Regions from separate parts of the Arachis hypogaea genome. Here region 2 is linked to region 1. The links are chromatin contacts, called in public Hi-C maps. All regions are on one chromosome and are shown on one strand. The core of a region is the stretch at or near the end of the contact, and the rest is flanking DNA. Distances in the headings are between cores, read along the strand shown.

The links. Hi-C and Micro-C count contacts between places; a contact is called where the count stands out from the background.
Region 2: a Hi-C map of leaf shows a contact between it and region 1, with 3 times the contacts expected there. The contact joins the enhancer-like site here to the promoter of LOC112710311 in region 1. A contact is called at or near these places in 4 of 8 Hi-C or Micro-C datasets (leaf and an unstated tissue).

Annotation. Positions count from the first base shown.
Region 1 is chr1:9,364,533-9,369,832 of arahy.Tifrunner.gnm2.J5K5, reverse strand. LOC112710311 (HVA22-like protein f) reads right to left here and starts at 2,132. Exons shown (of 5, transcript XM_025763535.3): 1 at 1,988-2,132; 2 at 1,378-1,404; 3 at 1,060-1,182; 4 at 258-507; 5 at 1-149. The coding sequence starts at 2,034. The coding sequence ends at 123.
Region 2 is chr1:9,416,375-9,421,674 of arahy.Tifrunner.gnm2.J5K5, reverse strand. No RefSeq gene overlaps it. Among protein-coding and RNA genes, the nearest start is that of LOC112795329, 4.7 kb to the left of the region's middle. Within about 2 kb of position 2,639, at least 2 of the 3 cell types and tissues checked have open chromatin away from gene starts, as enhancers often do.

The DNA of each region.
Region 1 (5,300 bases), core at 883-3,382:
AACAAAGTATAGTTAAGGATTACATAATATTTTTGTGCATAATAACACATGCAACGAAAGCAATGATTACACAACGTTTATAAAATCCTAATAAGATATCAACTTGGTTATTAAATCAATCTTCAGTGCCTCCAAGCTTCTTTCTCAGCCTGCAACTTCGAATAAAGAAATGGGAAAATATTATTAAAAGATGAAATATAGATAAGCTTTATAATGAAGCAAACATATGTACTTAATTAGAGTTGTTGATAGCATACAGCTTTGACAACTTTCTCAAATGCATCAGGACCATATCTCTCTATGTAGCGTTCAACAGATTTTTTTGCATCAATGCTCAACATTTGAAGGTCCTTCCTCTTGTCTTGATCTGAATCCTTGTAACTTCCATAGCTTACTATCTTCACATATTGCCTCACATAATTCTCATATATAAAAGCAGCACCATTGAACATTGGCAGTACCAGCCAAATGCAAAACACAAGCTTCATGTATGGCCATATGGGAAACCTATATAATATAATAAATGTTCAATTATTATTAGCCACATATAGAAATCTATTTGGTATTTCAATTTTCAACTTGGTTTTGGTATAATTAATGATGATATTTGTACGTAAAAAATGGACATTAATCATGGACGCCAAGGAAAAAGAAATAATATCACTATGTATACTATTACTTTTAATAAGTTGGCACATTAAAAAATTAATGTATTTAGATATGACTGCATCAAGATGTATTTATCAATTTACACCAAAATCAACATTAAATTCAACTATCAATGTAGAATGAATAAATATTAAAAATAAATTAAATTATATATGTATTTATATATAAATACATCGTGATTAATTTTGGTAATTGATTTTCATGTGCAAATAACATTTTTAATACCTCAATTTTAATTTATCAAATAATCAATTATTATTTTGAAAAGGTTAGAATATGGTATTCTATCAATCCACTACTTTTAATACTCAAATATTATATATATGTATATGTACATGCATGTATTTTTATGTAAATTCCTTATCATATAATATACATATATCTACGTACCATGCTAGAATATTATAACATGAAAGCTCAAAGAGTTCGACGAAGGAGTATAAAACCCAGTAAGTTAGCCATTGATGATCATCTAAGGTTGAAGGACTCTCAATCGCCCTTATTGATGCGTATCTGTAATATTATATTTACTCATACAAAATATGTCATTATATTGACACACCCCAAAAATAAATATTGTTGCACTACTTTCAAACTTCTATATATAAGAAGGAATGAATATGAACGTAGAGCAAAAATAATATTATTTATATATTAGTCATAAAATCATAAAGTTAATTAAGAATTGGCAACTAGCTACTAGCTTACAAGGGATAAAGAAGCATCACTCCAGGCCTGTCAAAAATGAAAAACAAAATTAAAAACTTATATATGTAATTATTTAACCATCAAACTACATATACAAAAGTTTGTGGAATTATATTTCGTATCGCAAAGGATTATCGTTGTAAGCTAAACAATACAAATAATTAAATAAAAAAGAACAAAACAAAACCTAAGCATTGACTATATATATATATATATATATATATATGGAAAATTCCATATATATGTATATGCTCTCTATCATAAATAAACCATACATATATGGCTTTGTCTATAATAATTTTCTTTTATAATAATCTTCCTTTACCATATTAATTTATTGGGCAATTTTCTTTGCCCTATCTATTTATTGGTAAAAACTTAGGTGAAGTCGACTTTATGTGAAACTGATATTTGAGAGTCGTTAGATAAAAATTTAGTCAATTCATTCAAATCATCTAATAGCTTTCAGGTACCAACTTCACGTGAAGTCAACTGTACTTGAGTTTTCACCAAATTTATTAGAAGTAGTGATTCTAAAAAAATGAAATATAATGAAAGTTGGTAGATATATGAGAATAACAAAGATATATGCATATATTTACATATTTACCCTGCTATTGTGTAGAAATTTCTTACAACTGTTCCAAGAGCGCCCATGATATGAAGATGTGTTATTCAATAATTCAAAGGATCTTTTATGGAAGCTAAGTTAGATTGAATAATAATGAGTTATACTATGCAGCTTTTCACTAATTGGTTCAAGTAGTTTATCGGGTATCTATTTATATTGAAGTGCAAGTTGGTTGATGAAGGAAGCAAAGAATGTTTATGAGACGACACAAAAGTCTTCTTTTCTCTAATGGGAAGAAATTAATTAAGAACCATATAAAAGCTTAATGGATATGTAAGCAAAGCAATAGAAAGGGTTAGGGCACGTAGGTGCCTATATATATTATATATTTATTTTATGTTAGAAAGATTGGGATTTGCATGTGGACTTTTGAAATCTTTAATGGTATATATATTCAAGAGATTATGTATATTATTCCTTATCTTATCTCTTCTTCCAAAAGCGAAATATTTTTTTTTTACAATAATCCGTTTTACAAAGTTATTCACTCATACTAAAAATCAGGTATTATATATTTAATTATATATATATTTATACATATTATATATTTTTATATATTCACTTACACTAATAAAACTTTTTTATAATAAGATAATATTTTTATACGCAATAGTTAATTGATAATTAATTTTTTGTATATACGTAATATAATTATTGATTTTAACAATGGCAAAATGACCATTTTTCGCAAGACTTATATAATTTTGAACAGACCGTGTAATTCACATGACTTCTATTTGAAAAATAATTGAAATACAATTTTATTTTAGTTACTTTTCAATTCTTTACATGTAAAAGAATTAAATTTCATCATTTCAAGTATAAAAGATTGAAACTAGAAAATCAGGCAAGTTTTAATTCTAATGCCAATTCCATACCCAATTCCAAGTGGGTGTTCATGGGCGACTGGCCTGACCAGATTTAATTAGATTTGGACTTAGTTCTAAAAAGATATCGAATCTATTTTGTGTTGAGATTAAGGATAATTAATTATGATAATTAGAGAACTAATTTTAATTTTAAGAAAGTTATATAAGTATAGAGGGAAAATTCTATTGAGAGGATGGCTCATTTGTTTTACTGAAACTAAATTCAATATTTTTTATTTTTTAATTTTTCAATTACCTCTTCTTTCCTTTTATTTTTCTGCGATCAAAGCTACTGCTGCGAAATTCCTTTCATGGTATCAAGAGTCACAGGTGTTTGATTCATGGCTTCTCCTAATGAAGATTCTACCAATTTCAATTCCAATAACACTCTTTTCTCCTCTTCTGTTATCAACAATTTTTTTCCAAATTTCTTCAATCAAAAATCCTTTCACCCGATTAGTGATAAACTTGGTGAAAATAATCACAAGACTTGGTAACAGCAAGCTTTTTTTACAATTCGAGGACAAGATCTTGAAGATCATCTCCATCCAACACGAATTCCTCCTCAATTTGATTCCATGGCAAGTCAGCAAGTTGGGATTGAATCTCAACAATTCAAACAATGAAGGTAGAACGACTATAATCTCAGCTCATGGATGCTTGCATCTATGGATTCTGATTTCAAAAGTAAAATGGTTGGGTGCATCTTTACTTATGAAATTTGGAAAAAGATCGAAGAATATTTCGAGAAATCCATCAAGTATAGGGTTAAACAACTCAAAGCATAACTCAAATTGGTCAAAAAACATGGTATGTCTGCTTAAGATTATATCTCAAAAATTAAAAGCCTTCGTGATTCTTTAGCAGCCTTAGGTTACCCTCTTTCGACAGAGAAACATGTAAAGGCTATTCTTGAGAATTTAAATGAAGAGTATCGAAGTCTTTTAATCACAATCAATGTGAAACCTAAAATGTAGTCTTTGTGAAGTGCAAACTCTAGTATTGACTCATGATGACATGATGAATAAGTTCAGAAAACCAGATAATGTTCTTATACAAGCTAATTTTGCTCAAAGTTCTTTTCCTTCTATGTCAAATACTGTGAGAGGCAATCCGATGAGAGGAAGGGGGAGAGGTGGAGGTCGACCTTTTAGAGGTGGCAAGTCTTTTTATTAACAACCACGACCTTAATGCCAAGTAAATGTGGCCGATTTGGACACATTGCTTGGCACTATTTTCATAGATTTGATCAACAGATTCTCCCACCATCACAAAATCAAAACACTCGAATGAACAACTACAACTCTCTTTCATCAACTACTTCCACTTCAACCCAAGTGAATTCTATTGCAATCACTCCTCCTCCACCTACAAATACCTTTCACAACCCTGCTGCATTCTTTGCTGCACCATCTACTGTCTTTGATCCAGCTTGGTATCTCGATACAGGTGCATCTCATCATGTAACCTCTTCTCAATCTAACTTGATTGCATTATTTGAATACACAGGCCAGAACAAGTGCAAATAGGTAATGGAACATGTATTTCTATATCTAATATTGGACACTCTTTTTTGTATTTTTTATCTTCTAAAAGATGGTTTTCTCTACAAAAGTTAATTTACTGTACTCATATAACCAAGAATATGATTTCTGTATCTAAATTTGCTGAGGATAACTTTGTTTATTTTGAATTTTATGCCGTTTATTGTCTTGTTAAATGTCAGTTCACCAAGAAGGTTCTACTACAAGGTTTTAGACAAGGAGTCTTATATCAGTTTTCTAATATTGTTGTCCCTTATTATTCACAAATAGATTCATGTCCAAAAGCTTTCTCTATATCTCTTCCTTCTTTTGATTTGTGGCATAAGAGATTACGACACACTGCCACCAAAATAATTGTACATCTTGTTCTATCACAATGTAACATTCTCTTTGATAGCAGTGTTGATAATAAGAAGTTTAGTCTTTGTAAAAATTGTGTTCAAGCTAAAATGCATTCTATTCTATATAGTGATTCTTTAACTGTTTACACTTCACCATTACAATTAGTTTATACGGATGTTTGGGGATCCTTTCCCATTATTTCTCATCTTGGTTACAAGTATTATGTTACATTTATTGATGCATTCTCCATATATACATGTACTTTTTTACTTTCTCATAAATCTCAAGTTTTTACAGCTTTCATTCAATATAAAAATTTTATAGAAAACCAAACTAATTGCAAATTAAAGGCTTTACAGTTAGATAATGGAAGTGAGTACACTTCCAAAGCTTTCTCTACATATCTTGCACAAGAAGGTATTCAACATCGTTTTTCATGTCCATATATCCCCCAACAAAATAGAAGAGCTGAGAGAAAACATCGACACTTAATAGAAATGAGTTTAGCCATGTTATCCACTGCTCAAATGCCAAAAA
Region 2 (5,300 bases), core at 1,390-3,889, 51 kb before region 1:
AATTTTTTTGATTTTTTCCTTGATATTTTAGTAACTATTAGATGTTTATATAGATGGAGTCCTGGACGATTTTAATATTATTTTTTGAGACTTGTGGACTTTTTTTTGTTAAGACCGTGATTTTTCTCAAACTGAAAGAGTAAACGAAGAAAGCTACGACTAACTTAGTCTCTCAAGTAGGTCAGATGAAAAAACTGAAGATCCATCTCAGATTGTGTGATCAAGAGTGTTGCTAGCATAAAAAGTGCACTGCCGTAGTTGCTAAGCTCATGAAGATTTACTTGGGGAAGAATATTGAATAAGCAACACTCATTGATACTAATCTTAAACAAAAAACTTAACTTTTGTTCTTATGCATATGTTTATTTCAATCAAACCTTGATGATTACCTTTGGAGGTTTGCGTGGTTTTAATTAGATAGTCATCGTAGTTCTAGTTGCCATTAAATTTTGAATTTTTAGCTAAATTTTCGAATATTTTTTTTTGTTGGATTTTCAACATTTTTTAGATTAAGTAATTTATACTCTTAAAAATTTATTAGATTCTTATTTTGAATGTCAAAGAACCTAATTTATTCATCAATAAACTTTCTAAGTATATATCAATGTGCATATCATTTTTTCAAGTTACTCAATTTTTCTGTAAACATATTAACATCAATGTAAGTTTCATTGTTTGAACATCTATTTAGTTATAGTAATCCTGTAACTATTAAAGACACATCTATTTGGATCTGTGCTTTTTTATCCTCCTCCTTCGAAATTTTCTTATTTTTATAAAAATTCTCATAATCTGCCAAGAAAAAAATAATAAACATCAATCAGAAAACACAAAACTAAACCTAAACAATCCTTGAAGCAAACACAATTATCTAAGTTTAGCGAATAAAGACAACAACTGAAATAGTTTCATTTCCACTACTAATATAAACACATCCCGTGTACAAAATGGCACTATCTATAGTTTAATTTCTTGGGTTAATTGGTTTTATATCTAACAATTACCATAAACTAATTTCAGCAGCACAAACCAAAAATTAAGACAAAAAAATATGAGTTAATTTAAAACTATAAGCATAGTTTGAATGTAAAAGAAGCATTCATCAAAACAAAAGTAATACATAAATTAAAATACATAACAACTAGAATAACTCTTTAGGAACTTGGTTTTATCTTAGTGCTTATGTCACAATGTAAAAGCATGATATAATTCTTATGCTCTACATATATCCTCAACCAACGAAAAACTATGGTGCTCTCAACTTTTAACTTTTTGGATTTTTAAGAAGGAATATATATAATGACAACTAGAGACCAACTAAAAACTAGTAAAGAAATATAAATATATAAGTGGCCAAAATATGAATATGTAAATCTTCATAATTTTATTTCATAGAAGCAATTAGAATAAATTTAATAAGTATATGAAGTACGACAAAAATAAAAAGTCACATAAGTCCCAAATATGAAATATCTTTCTTCAGTAAAAAGACCTGCAATTTTACGGAAAAAAATATATCAAAACATCCAAAAATTTCAAAACATCCAAAATACATTTCTTCAAATATGAAAAATTTAAGAAAAAATAAAAAAAAAAAACAAAAAAACTGAAACAACACTGTAGGGACCTCGTTAGTTATCGTGTTGGTGGGCATGCGTCGGAGAGAAGGTGATATGTGAATCGCGAGGGGAAGGACTGCGATGGTGGTGGGGAGGAGGGGCTGCGGCGGTAAATTACAAATCGCGAGGGGAGGAGAGTTGCGATGGTGGTAGCGGATCATGTGGGAAAGGGCTACAGCAGTGGTGACGACGCCGCGAATTGCAACGAGGAGGGCACTGTGGTGGCGGCAGGCTGCAAATCACAACAAGGAGGGCACTGTGGTGGTCGATGTCGTTGCAAATCGCGACAAAAACGGCTCTGCGGCGGTCGGCGGTATTGCAAATCACGAGGGAGACATTGCGATAGTTGGCGGCGGCGTTCCGGTGACGGTGTAAGTTTCAGGCGCAAAAATAGCCAGAGAAGAGTGAGAGAATTTGGAGTTGCGTGACTCCTTGATTCACGTTGCAAATATTCACTAGGGTTAAAATTCTAATTTTTAAAATTCTAATTAATGGATATCAATATATTTTTAATTTTAATTAAAAAATAATAATTAATGATTGTTGTCAATAGTTAGTAAATTAATAGTTGGATATCTATACTTTTTCTTTGATTGAAACATCGGATTGATAATTATACAAAACTAAACATTCTCAATAAAATAGTTATCATTCACGTAGAATTGATAAAGACTGAGTTATATAAGTTACATCACATGAAAGTATTTTCTGTGATTTGTTTCTCAAAAATTCTCAAAAAAATACTCATGTGTCTAACGAAAGATAGGACAAATGGTAAATTGTCATTTTTCAATCCTTACAGTACCAGAGTTGTCTAAATTGAAAATAGATCGAGGCCAGGAAGGGTTTAACTCAAATTTTATCCCCAGTTTTGAGCTAATTAGCTTTTTTTTTTTTTTGTCAAGAGCTACTTATATAGTTTATGTAGCAACAAAAACCTATGTTAAAGAATAAAACATAGTAGCTTTGGGTTGGTATTGGTCCAATATCCCAAGGCCCATAAGGATGGTAGATAAGTAGGAGTAATATTTCGATCATTTGGGCCTTGTGTACAGAATATATTTTTTACCTTGCCTCAATGCATTGTGCTACTATGTCCAAAAACAAAAATGCATTATGCTATTGAACAGTTTATGAAGCCATTGAATTGTTCAACCAAAAAAACAAATGTCACCAATTTTTTTATCTTTTGGAAATTAATTCTAAATTCTATGTCATAATTAAATGTCCTTCAAATAAAGTTCTAGCAAACCCTCAAATGGCATCAAGACACAAAAAGTCTGAACGTCTTGGGGATTTTCTCATATGTAAACCCACAGAAGAATCAAATATATATGGTTTAAAATCTTTCAAACTCTTATTACATACCAGTGCATTAATAAACACTAACGTAGTTATGCTAAAATCAAAAGTCACGCCAATGAACTATAATTCAAATGGTATAGTTTTTTCGTATTCATTTAAGAGATTACGAGTTTAAATCTTTCTATTTTTGATAAAAAAAACAAAAAAAAGATCGTAAATTTAATTATTAGAGTTAACAAAATACCTTTTTTATAATTATATATATATATGATAAAAGATATTTTTTAAAAAATTTATACATCAACTCTTTCTAGTATTTTTATTTTGGTTTAATTATTTTATTAATTCTTATAATTTTACTAAATTTATAATTAGGTTCTTATACTATTTTTTTCAATTGGATCCCAACATTACTTTTAATTTTATAATTAAATTATTATTCATATAAAAAATATTAGAATTAATAGAATATTTTTTTATAAATTGAATATACTCACAATTAAAAACCTAATTAAATTTTTGAATATATATTTTTTAAGAGAAATATTATGTTAATTTTAATTTTTTTGACACAAATAATTTAATTACAAAATTAAAAACAATGTAAAAACTAAACCAATTAAAAAAATATACAAAAAATTAATTATAAAATTAATAAAACTATAAAAACTAATAAAATAATTAAATATTTCATTATTTATAGTACAGAAATATAGATATAGATAACAGGTGTTAATTAGGTAGTAACTATATCATATTAAAACATACACATCCTACTATATTATATATATTAGCATATTTATATATGCACATGAAGTAGTCAACTATATAGTCCTCTAGTTGAACCCAAACAAATTGATATTTAGTTATATTGCATTGTTTTTCCCTTACCTTGTAAAGGGAGTTATTATATATAGTAGTATCAAACTGAATTTTTTCACGTATAATCAAGCTAAGAAGGACGTATATACATAAAGAAGACACTATCATTGAGCATAATAACTAGCATGTAAAGTGACCAAAAAAAAGAGTTCATTATTTCTCATGTAGGCAGGTAGGTACATAAAGTAAAACAGTGACACTAACTGAACCTAATTAACAAACAAATGAACACAACAGTAGTGTGGCTAATAGTACAATAAGTTGCAAGGTAATGTTACTACTAAGACCAGGCATCAGTACGGCCTATTTAATTAGAGTAATGCTATTGCTGTGGTGGGATGCCATTAAATTTTTTAGATTAAATAATTACTCTATTAGTATTTGTAATTTTATTTTATTTTTTAACCAATTTTTTATATTTTAAAAATTTTTAATAGATTTTTATATGAATTTTAAATTTATAATTATATTTTTGTTATTCTACAAATATTTAATTTAATGAAATATGTTGAGATATATTTACTAGTGATGTGAGATAAATAAATAAAAATTCATAAAATTTACTGTTAGAAGAAAGCTATTTATAAATTTTTAAATTTTAGTAAAACTATAAAAATTAATGAAATAATTTAATTTTAATACACTTTAGTATAAAATAGATTTACACATATATATATTTAATTACATAATATTACGTCAGTAAAAATATTTATCCCACAAAAATTTTATTTTTTATATTAGTGAATAATCATCCAAATTATTAAACCTTTTATAATATATTATTGAAGATCAAATTAATAAATGTTGCTTCTCTTCTTGCTTGTATATATAGGTGTCATCAATTCATTTAATTTAACATTATATTGTTAGTAGAGTTTGTTGTTTTGTTCATTACATCTTTTAATGGTTGTGTGTTGAATTATATTAATATTGTGAGTGTGAGTATGTGATGAAGAGAGTGAAGAAAGACAGAAAGAAACAGCTAAAGAGATCATATCATCAATAGTTGAGATGAATAGGGAATAAAGGAACAGTGAACTCAAACTAACTCTATATATATATAGCTTTTCACCATTTTGGGAGATGAATATACAAGCACATCCTTTTCCTACTCATTTGTTACTTTAAATTAGCAGCTTTTTTTTTTTTCATATATATCATGACCATTATACTACTCACTATCCTCTTGAAATTATAGAATAACATGTTCTTTGTATTACATTATTATATTATTATAAGCCTATTTTATGTATCTTTTTCTGTGACTATTTTATGTATTTTTAGTACACATAAAATAATAAAAACACTTTTAGGCAACTCAATTTATAGATTAATTTCAGATAAAAATAAATTTTTGAAACTCACATTAAATATATTCTAAAATTATACAAATATTTCTTAAATTTTATACTCAATATGAGAAGAAAGATATATTAGAGTTTAATAATTCAAACATCATGATATTTATATTTGAATAAAATACACAACAAAATT